2 separate regions of the Mus musculus genome follow, and region 1 is linked to region 2. The links are chromatin contacts, called in public HiChIP or PLAC-seq maps. All regions are on one chromosome and are shown on one strand. The core of a region is the stretch at or near the end of the contact, and the rest is flanking DNA. Distances in the headings are between cores, read along the strand shown. Region 1 overlaps Traf5 (TNF receptor-associated factor 5). Region 2 has its middle 36 kb from the start of Nenf.

Region 1 (4,846 bases), core at 2,206-4,705, 800 kb before region 2:
TGTGTGTGTGTGTGTATGTATATATATGTATATATACATATATATATGGTGTTTGTGATATCTAAATAAGTTTCTATTATTTAAATTTGGATCCCATTTCCAAGATATCTTGTTATATATATATATATATATATATATATATATATATATACAAATGTTTCAAAACTCCAAATTTTTAAAAACAAAACTAAAATTCAAAATCTGATCACCCCCAAGTGTTTTGGATCAAGGATGAGCAATATGTGTTTAAATCTCTACTTTAGGGGCTGGAGAGATGGGTCATGGATAAAAAGCACTTGCTGTTCTTGCAGAGAACCTGGGTTCACTTCCCAGCATTCAGATGGTGGTTTACAGCTGTCCGTAGCTCCAGCTCCAGAGTATCCAGAGCACCCTTGTGGCCTCTATAAAGCACTGCACACACTGCAAACACTCATACACACACACACACACACACACACACACACACACACACACAAAACCTTAAAAAATTCAAAAAAACAAAAAACTGTAGACACCAATAAGACATCATATGGGGAAAAAAGATATAATTTATGAATATACCTTATTCTAATATCTTTGTTGTCTCAATGGAATAATCTACAGACCTCTCTGTAAATTTAGTTTCTGCTTAGAAAATAATTTAAATATCTTACAAATATTAGTACAAAAAGTATTATGTTCATAATCAAGTTAGTACCTAATACATACCTAATAATAACTATGTTCCAGAGATACTGTGATTTTAATTATTTCATAAAAATGTTGGAACAGTGACTTTGGAGTAAATCCATAATTTTGTGGGTTTTTTTCCAAATTTTAATAAAAGACAAGACATGGTTTAAAATTTTGGCAAATTCCCAAGCTGCCATAGTATATGAGAAATAAAGTTGGAATTTTAAATGAAAAAAAGAAAACCACTTCCCTACTTATAGCTGTATGACTTGAGTCATTATGTTGTTACAGGGTAATGGGGACCTAAGTAGAGACCATGTGAAACTACAAGCTGTAACATATGAAGAATCAGGCTGTAGGGTCGCAACTACCATAGACCACTGGGAAAACACAGAGATTTACATTACAATTCATAACAGTAGCAAAATTATAGTTTTAAAGTAGCAACAAAATAATTTTATGGCTGTGGGTCACGATAACATGAGGAATTGTGTTAGGGACTAGAGAGCTGGCTTCCAAAAGACCCAGGTGTGTATTCTGTCACCCACATAGTGGCTAATAACTGGCTGTGACTCCAGCTGGAGGGAACCAGACTCCTCCTCCTGGCCTCTGTGGGCACTGCTGCATGTTGACCACAGACATGCATACAGGCAAAACACCAGGTACATAAAATAAAAATAAATAATTTTAAAAAATCAAACTATATATATGCCTTGGAATTGAGCTCTACGTGGGTAATGCTTGGGCCAGAACATTTTCCTGGACATTCTCCTTTTTCTTTATTGGTCTGTTATTTATTATATATCTCAGTTGGCCTTAGATTCAGTATCCTCTTGCCTCGATATCCCAAATGCTGGTTGAAGGAGGAAAAAGCCACCCCAAATTCATTCTGCCTGCTTTTCTTACATCTCCTCACTGGATTCCCCACTGTTCCTCTCTCTTGTGGTTCTGATCCAGCCCACCCATCATGACAGTGGGCAGTGCAAAGTCTCATCTAAGGGATACAGTGTTGGAGCCAACCCTGGAATGCCCACCACACAGGCATCTGGGGTGTGTCACTCCATGAGGCTGGGCTGTGAGTGCCAACCTTTGCTCGATTTGCTTTCACCATGGCTCCAGGCCATATTGGCCTCCCTACCAGTTAAAAGGTGGTTTCCCCATCAGCCTCTCTTAAACTATGACCTCAATGCTTCAGCTCATGTTTGTGGCCAGCTTCCAGCTTTGAGGATGGATCTGTATTACTGAGCTAGGGGCATCAATGAAAAGACAGAGCTGGAATATGACCTTTGGTAACTATCAGTCAAGCCAAGGCTTCTATGTATTGGAGGATGCCTTCCAAAATGCCCAATGGTTGCCCAATACCTTGGATAATACTGAACCTATGTCTACTATGTTTCTCCTATATAGATTATTGAGTTTAATTCATGTTAGACATAGTAAGAGATGAACAACAACTAATAATAAACAGAACAGAACAATGCTATAATAAACTGCCAGTATTATTACTTGTTCATGTGCAACAAAGTTTGCTTGAACTCTGACAAATCACAGCAGTTGATCTGATAACCAAGATAACTTCCAAGTGACTAATGGGTGGGTAGTGTATACAACCTGAATGCTCTAGGCTAAGGCAATGTCCCTTTGTCCAGAGAAGATTCATTTCCCAAGCAGGATAGGCTAGAAAAGCATAAGATTTCAACATGCTACTGAAAAATCATCTATGCAGCTTAAAACTCATGAATTACTTCTAGAACTTTCCACTTAATATTTTGAGACATTGGTTGGTCAAGGTAATAGAAACCATGGACAGCAGAACTGCAAATAACGGGGTCACTGTGGTCACTGCCTTGCATGTTCTAGAGCCTGACTAGAACGGTCTTCCCCTCCTTCAGATCACCTCCAGATCATGGAAAGTGGATCAGGGGCCCAATCCTCACTTGAAAATGCTTCAGAATTCTCAGCTAAATCTAGCATGTTGGTTGTTGACTGTGTATCCAAGCTCTGTGCTCACACGGTCACTGGAATCCCACATTCCATGTTTATGTGCCCTGTATATCTGTCTGTGTGAACAACTCGGATAGCCAGAAAGGGAGAGAAGAGAAAAAACAGTAAATCTGGGCTGGTAGACCCACCATTCAATGGAGTGGGGTGCCAGGCTGCCTTCAGAAGCAGTCTGAGTCAGAGAAGAGTGCCTTTCTGATGAGATGTGGGAGTTGTGGGCAAGACCAAGGGCAGAGAAGTAACCCTGAAGATGAGGTCAGCCTTGGAGGAGAATCTAAGAGCTCAGTGTCCCCAAGGCCAGGAGGATTGAAGGGGAACATGCCACAGGCCACCAATGCAAAGAGCAGGAGGGCTATTGTGTGCCTACCCCTCACCCCAGATGACTCAGCCCCATACCCCAGTTTATTCAGGAGCAGAATACAGATGTGCTCAGAAGGGCAAGGAAGATCAGAAAGGTGCTGGGGCATTTGATAAGGGATGGATCTGTTGGTACCTACGGGAAGGTGTGATTCTATAAACAATGTCCCAGAATTCCAGGTATGAGAAGGAGTATGGAACATTTGGCTGGGAGATGTTTCTAGGCTGAGGGCAGCCTTTGGGCAGGGCCAAGGAGTGGGAAATTGGGGCCGACTCAGCAATACTTTTTGTTCCCAGTATGTCTGTAGGGATAGATTCTTAGCAAAGGGATGGTTGGCACACAGGAGCTGACTGAAGGACTGAGTGGTTGGATGATCTGGTGTAGCTGAATTCTAAGCAATGCATTGGGTAATGGGTCAGAAAACTAGCCATGAAGGGAAAATAGAGAAATGAAACAGTGGTAACAGCAGAGTACTCAGGCAGGAAGATGGCTCAGTCAGTAACATGCTGCTGGCCTAGCCTAAGTAGTTAGCTCCAAACCAACGAGAGACCTCAATTTAGAAAAAAGAGAAAGCTCCTGAGGAATGAACCCCGAGGTCACCCTCTGAACTGTATATGCATGCACACATATGGGTACAGGTGTCCCTGGGGCTGGGGAGGGAAGAATGGTGGGCTGTGTGGCCGAGGGTGCTGCTTGTCTGAGGTTGGCCTGAGACCAACACACACATATCTGCACATGCACACACACACACATGTACCTGCATACACTTACCACACACAAATACCTGCTCATATACACACACACCCTTTTACACACAGATATATCACACACCTGCACACACACATATACATATATGTATATACACACATGTACCACACACAAATATACACATGCCTGTATACACACATATACTACACCCCTGTACACATACCTGTCCACATATGCACACCACACATACATATGTGCACACACATTGTACGATACCACACAAGCACACACACACACTATATATATATATATATATATATATATATATATATATATATATACACACACATATACCACACAAACATACACACATAAATACCACACACATGTCACACAAGCACAAACACACACATGGACACACACACACACACTGTATATGCCTGCACACGTGTGGGTACAGGTGTACCTGATGCTAGGGAGGGAAAAATGGTGGACTGTGTGGCTGGGGTGCTACTAATCTGAGGTTGGCCTGAGGACAGGACTCACCTGCACACACACACATGCACAACACACGCATACACACATGCCCACCACACACACACACACACACACACACACACACACACCCCACAGCTCTGGGTTGAAGGGAAACAGCTAACTGAAGGGAGCTAGATGCAGAGAGCAGTCCTTGGACTCATTTAGGGGTGGCAGCAGGTACCAGATGAAAAGCTCACTCATATGTCAGTTGGTTTTGGTTTTGGTTTTGGTTTTTCCTTTTTAAAGATTGATTGGTTGGCTGATTGATTGATTGATTGATTTATAAGTGTTTTTTTCAAATGTGTATCTGAGTACCATGTGTGTGTACAGTTCCTATAGAGGTCAGAAGAGGGTGTCAGATCCCTTGGAACTGAAGTTATAGATGGTTGTGAGCTATCATGTGGGTAGTGGGATTCAAACCTGAGCCCTCTGCAGGAGCAGCCAATGCTCTTAAGCATTGCATCATCTCTCCAGCCCCTCTTATTCACTTTTGATTCCTGAACCTGGCAGCTGGACATGTCAGGTAGACATATTATCCTGAGAATGAGGGGAGATAGCCAGTGGGGGTGG
Region 2 (5,148 bases), core at 2,080-4,579:
GGCAGCTGCTCAAGGTATCCAAGGACAGGTGTGCACTCTAGTTCATTAGGAGGAAGTGGGAAGCACTGGGCAATGTCCTGGTGGCCATGAGGGATGTCCTGCCGAGGACTGGTGCCCCCCTACTCCCCGCAACAATGCTGCATGCACTCACGCACTCACACTCACACAAGCGGAAGGGGCTGATCAAAGCTTTGAAAGTCCCAGCCTTCTCCTCATTTCTCTCTCCACATTGAAAAACTTAGTGTCAGCTGAAGTGTAATTCAATCTCCTCATGCATATATATATATTTACTTTATATATTCCATATATATATGTATATTAATTTATTATTATTATTATTATTATTATTATTATTTTTTTTTTTTTTTTACTTTATGTCCACAGACAGTCAACTTGGGCACACGTGCCATGGTGTGCATGTGGAGACCAGAGGACAACTTTTGGGGGTTGGTTCTTTTCTACAGGTGGTACAAGAGGTGGGAGGGAGTCGATGTTTCAGGAACCTGGGCAGAGCATAGAGCACCAACAGTGTGCACAGCTCTGCAGAACCAAGGCTGACAAGACCTGGCTTTGACAAAACAAACAAACCAAAACAAAACAAAAAGATCTGTCTTTGTCGTGCAGCAGGGTGCAGCAGCCAGCACTGGCTGGCCTAGACTGTCTTTTCTTTCTCTTACTTTGATAAAGTGAGCTGGTGAGACAAGTCCCTGAGCCTGGGATGTTAGGGAGGTTTGGGTGGAGGAGAGAGCAAGGTCCAGGAGCCACCTTCAGCAAGGTGCTCTACCCTCTGCCCCAATCACAGCCACTGACAGGAGCACGGCAGACAAAAGGCCAAGGAGCACTGAAGAAGGAAGTGCAAAGGGCTACGTGCAGTCCACACTAGCAACTCCCAGGTAAACACCTAGCAGAGCAAGGAGCCCGGAGGAGCCCCAAGGCAGGGGTGGGGCTGTCTCCCAAGGAATCAAGAGGACTAAAGTGACATTTCTCCTGTCAGAGAGCACCATAGACTTCCATCCCCACTGGGGACCAGCCCGGCTGTCAGGGAGCACGGTGGACAAGCCACCCGATGAAGGAGACCATCTAAGATTCTTAACCAGGCACATAGTAGGGCCCAGCCATGGTGTCAGGATCCTGGCCACACTGTTCAGGAGTGTGCATGTGACCAAGCCATGATGGCCTCAGGGATCAGCTGTGTGGGCTGTGAACATGAGGTTAGAGACAGTTTCATGGGAACCCAGAACAGGCCGAATGCAAGGGCTGAGCAAGCCCACCACAAGTGTGCAGAAAACAAGAACATGGTTTCTCCTGCTCCCACTGTGAGCCCAAATTAGAACTCTGCCCTTTGTCCCTGAGGAGTCCAGGCGACTGTATGTGGGTGTCGTGACCACAGGCCTCTTTGTTCCTCTCACCCACACAGGCCCCTCTGTTACTGTGCTCTGACCCGTAGCCCACGTCCTGACAGACCAGGGCAGCTGGTGAGGTTGACTGTCAGCCCTGTCAAAGGAGCGTGTCTAGAGCGCACAGCATCATGCTGGCCTGGGGACATGGAAAGCTCTGGGTTTCTCCCAGCCAGTGTCACCCACATGCCTGAGGCTCTCCCAGTCAGTGTCACCCACATGCCTGAGGCACAGGGGGTTATTTTGAGACAGGGTCTCTCTACATAGCTGTAGGTGTACTGAAATTCACTATGTAGACCAGGCTACCCCTGAACTCACAGAGATCCACCTGCCTCGGCATTCACCACCAGGCCCAGCCGGGATGCAGATTTTTAAGTGTCACTAACCAAGGCTCTGGGTGGCAACCTGAGTACCACGTGTGTGACAGATGCTCTCCCCTCGGGCCTTGGCTCTGGCACACTAGCCTTCTTTGGGTTTAGCTATGGGCAGCCTGGTGGGGCTGAAGAAGGAAGGAGAGGATAGATTTCCTCATTGGATGCTTAGGCTGTCTTAGGTTGTCAGCTAATTGTCAAAACTCTTGCTGCACTGACTCTGGGATCTAGTCCACTCACCTGTGAGACTTAGAGGGCTAATTAAGCCCCACCCACAGCTATGAGACATTTGATGCTAAATGCTAGGATTAGAATGTGCTACCTGGGGCTCAAGAGGGTGGTTAAGAGAATCAGGTTTGAGTCTCAAAACCTACATGGCAGCTCACAAACACCCCCTTCTGGCTTTCTTGGGCACTGCACATATATTGTACATATATACATAAAACTAAAATCTGATAATGTATCCATGTAGCATGTCTATGTGTATATGCATGTGACACATATACAACACACACAAATACACACAACACACAGCAGAGACTGAGAAACTGATTGTGGCTCCCCCGAAAAGCCTTCTGGGCCCTGTTCTTTGTAGTGTTTACAGATAAACATCTCACCCACTGAACCGGTTCTATGATCACCCTTCTTGGTCTTCATGCACGGGGAAGAGGACTGTGCTTCAGACCAGCTCTGTAGGGGACAAAAGCGCAGGCAGGGGTCAGCATAGAAAATGGCCTGGGTCCCCATGGCCCAGAAAACCCAGGTTGGTTAGATGTCCGGGAAGACTGAAACCCGGAGTGCATACCACACAGTTGTCTTGATCTGTCACGGTGAGCACCCACTAGTGCAGTGACTGTGTCTGCCCGTCAAAACCGTCCTCTGGTAGGGAAAGCCAGTGGCCAGCACAGCCTGAGAGCTAGAGTTAGCGGCGACCCGGGTGTTCCGCCTCATTGCTGTCTCTTGTTGACACCACCCTGAGTTGATCTGTGGAATCTTTTGTTCTATTCTCTTCCATGTCTGTGAAGTGAAGGCTCTTCATTCCATGCAGCGACAGAAGGAGATGGCCATGGTCTGAATGTCCCGCCACCCCAGAGGAAAATGTGTTGGAAAACTTAATCCCAAGTCCATGTATCAGTGGTATCTGGAGGTGGCTCCTGGTCTTCTGGGGGCAGACCAGATACCAGGAAGTGACGAGGTAATTCTGTTTCTTCTGCTGAGGCAAAATGGTATGGCCAAGGTTAGGTAGGCAGAGTGAAGGAGGTCCTGGAAACCAACTGTGACCTTGTGCTACAAGGACAGGGTCTGTACCTGCCCACCAGCTCCTACGCCCTGGAAGCAGAGTGTTGGTCTGTCAGTAATGTCCTTCCCCACTCTGCTAGCCATGCATAGGGCTGAGGGCTGCGCTCAGCACACAAGTACTGGTCTCAGGTGCTTGTTTACTGACATGGGCAGAGGACTAGCTCTCGCTGAGGAGGAGAAGCCAGTGGGAGCCTTAGACCATGGGGAAGTGACTCTATAGACGGGCCAAGCCATGGCAGGGTGACTCAGCTGCCCACTGGCAGACGGACGTCAGTCTCAAACTCGGTCCTTCCCTTTTCTTCCAGGAACAATAACAACCCTGCTCTGTGCTCTTGGTCACCATGGGAACTAGAAAACACTGGGTAACAGGGAGCCTCTGGACAGGTGGGCTTGGGCAGGTCTGGATCACAGCAATCTTTTCCTATCCCATTACCCAGAATTCCGGGTATCTCACAGGCTTGGAGCGAGCTGGCCAGGTAAACAGCTAGAGCTTATCTAAACTCAGAAGGATGGGGAGTCACAAGTCTGCCGGTCACATCTTACCCGAAGTGCACTAGGAAGGAATCCCGTCCAGGGGACCCAAGGACCCAGTGGGGTCCCCTGTGTGGATCCTGTCCTGGATCTATGGAGAGTGGACAGGAAAGGGCAGGACTGCTGGAGCCTGTGCTCGGGAAACTCCAGGGCAGGACACTCGTGGGGAAGTCCTGTCAGGGAGCCAGGCACACAGTGCAGAGCTGCTGTGCATTCTGGGAGGAGGCAGGGTTCTGTGTAGTGAGTCTGAACTCTTCACTCCCCAACAAGCCTGAACTGAGTGCAGTGCCATTCTCATGGGCACACGTGGGGCTACAGGCTTACCCGGTGACAGCTAGGGCCACCCTGGCCGTGGCCTTCTCTGCCTGATGCTTTCTGATCCTAAATCTTCACCCTCAGTCTTCCCTTGTCTTCATCCCAGGCTGCGGCACCATGCCCAAAAGCAAGTCAGGGGAGTGTTTATCTGGATTACAATCCAGGTGACAGTCCGCCATTTCTGGGAAGTCAGGGCAGAAACCGACACCCACAGTGCAGAGCACGGAGAACACGCTTGTTTGCCGTCCCTCTTCTAACTTTTTTATTACGATGAGGGTTTTGCCTGTGTGTATTTCTCTGTACTCACTCAAGCCTGGCTCCCACGTCCTCTGCAAGGGCAGACAATGCTCCTAACTGCTGAGCCATCGCCCCAGCCCACTCTTGGACAGTTCTGTCACACAGTGCAGGGTCCAACCTGAGAAATGGTGTCTCCCACACTCGGGCAGATCTTCCCACCTCACCTAACAGTCAAGACAATCTCCCACAGATGTCCCACAGGCCAACCTGATCTAAAAAATTCCTCGCTCAGGACTCTCTTCCTAGGTGATTCTAGGTTGGGTCAAGTTGATGTTTAAAACAAATCATCTTAGGGCTGAAAAGAAACTCAGCCGCTAAGAGCACTTGCTGCTCTTGCAGAGGACCTGTGTTCTGTTGCCAGCAACCCCATGGAGGTCCACAACCATGCATAACTCCAGCTCAAGAGGATCAAGATCCTTTTCTGAATCCCATAGGCAGCAGGCACAGACACAGTGTACTACACTTGTGCAGAAAGACTTACTGTCTTAATCCAGTAAGGAACATCCCTCCATGGCCTCTGCATCAGCTCCTGCTTCCTGACCTGCTTGAGTTCCAGTCCTGACTTCCTTGGTGCTATGGAATTGTAAGCTGAATAAACCCTTTCCTCCCCAACTTGCTTCTTGGTCATGATGTTTGTGCAGGAATAGAAACCCTGACCAAGATACATACATATAAACTGTAACAGTAAACATCTCACCATGCATTCTAAGAGCTCTGGGAAGGCGATAGCTTGGACATCTTTTATCACTATTAATTGGTAAGTAACAATGGTGCACATTTATTATACAATGTAGCAGCCCAATACACAATACACTGTGGGGTGTTCCACAGCAGATTCACAGGATGTCGGGGGCTTCTCTAATTAATCAGGGGCCTATCCAAGCTCCTCACTGTACACACTCACCAAATACCTTCTCTTCCCTAAAATATGGACCTTA

The links. HiChIP or PLAC-seq counts read pairs in DNA pulled down with a chosen protein or histone mark.
Region 1: an H3K27ac HiChIP or PLAC-seq map of bone marrow-derived dendritic cells shows a contact between it and region 2, with 3 times the contacts expected there. The contact joins two enhancer-like sites. A contact is called at or near these places in 10 of 39 promoter capture datasets (3T3-L1-derived adipocytes, the C10 cell line, embryonic stem cells and 5 more), 4 of 484 Hi-C or Micro-C datasets (the HL-1 cell line, embryonic stem cells and pro-B cells) and 2 of 115 datasets of contacts at active chromatin or transcription factors (bone marrow-derived dendritic cells and double positive thymocytes).

What each region holds. Positions count from the first base shown.
Region 1 is chr1:192,079,835-192,084,680 of GRCm38.p6, reverse strand. The region is part of intron 1 of Traf5 (TNF receptor-associated factor 5); the gene reads left to right. Among named protein-coding and RNA genes, the nearest start is that of Traf5, 10 kb to the left of the region's middle. Within about 2 kb of position 3,455, at least 15 of the 459 cell types and tissues checked have an H3K27ac peak or open chromatin away from gene starts, as enhancers often do. A contact at or near this core is called in bone marrow-derived dendritic cells, where this site is marked.
Region 2 is chr1:191,279,537-191,284,684 of GRCm38.p6, reverse strand. No RefSeq gene overlaps it. Among named protein-coding and RNA genes, the nearest start is that of Nenf, 36 kb to the left of the region's middle. Within about 2 kb of position 3,329, at least 90 of the 459 cell types and tissues checked have an H3K27ac peak or open chromatin away from gene starts, as enhancers often do. A contact at or near this core is called in bone marrow-derived dendritic cells, where this site is marked.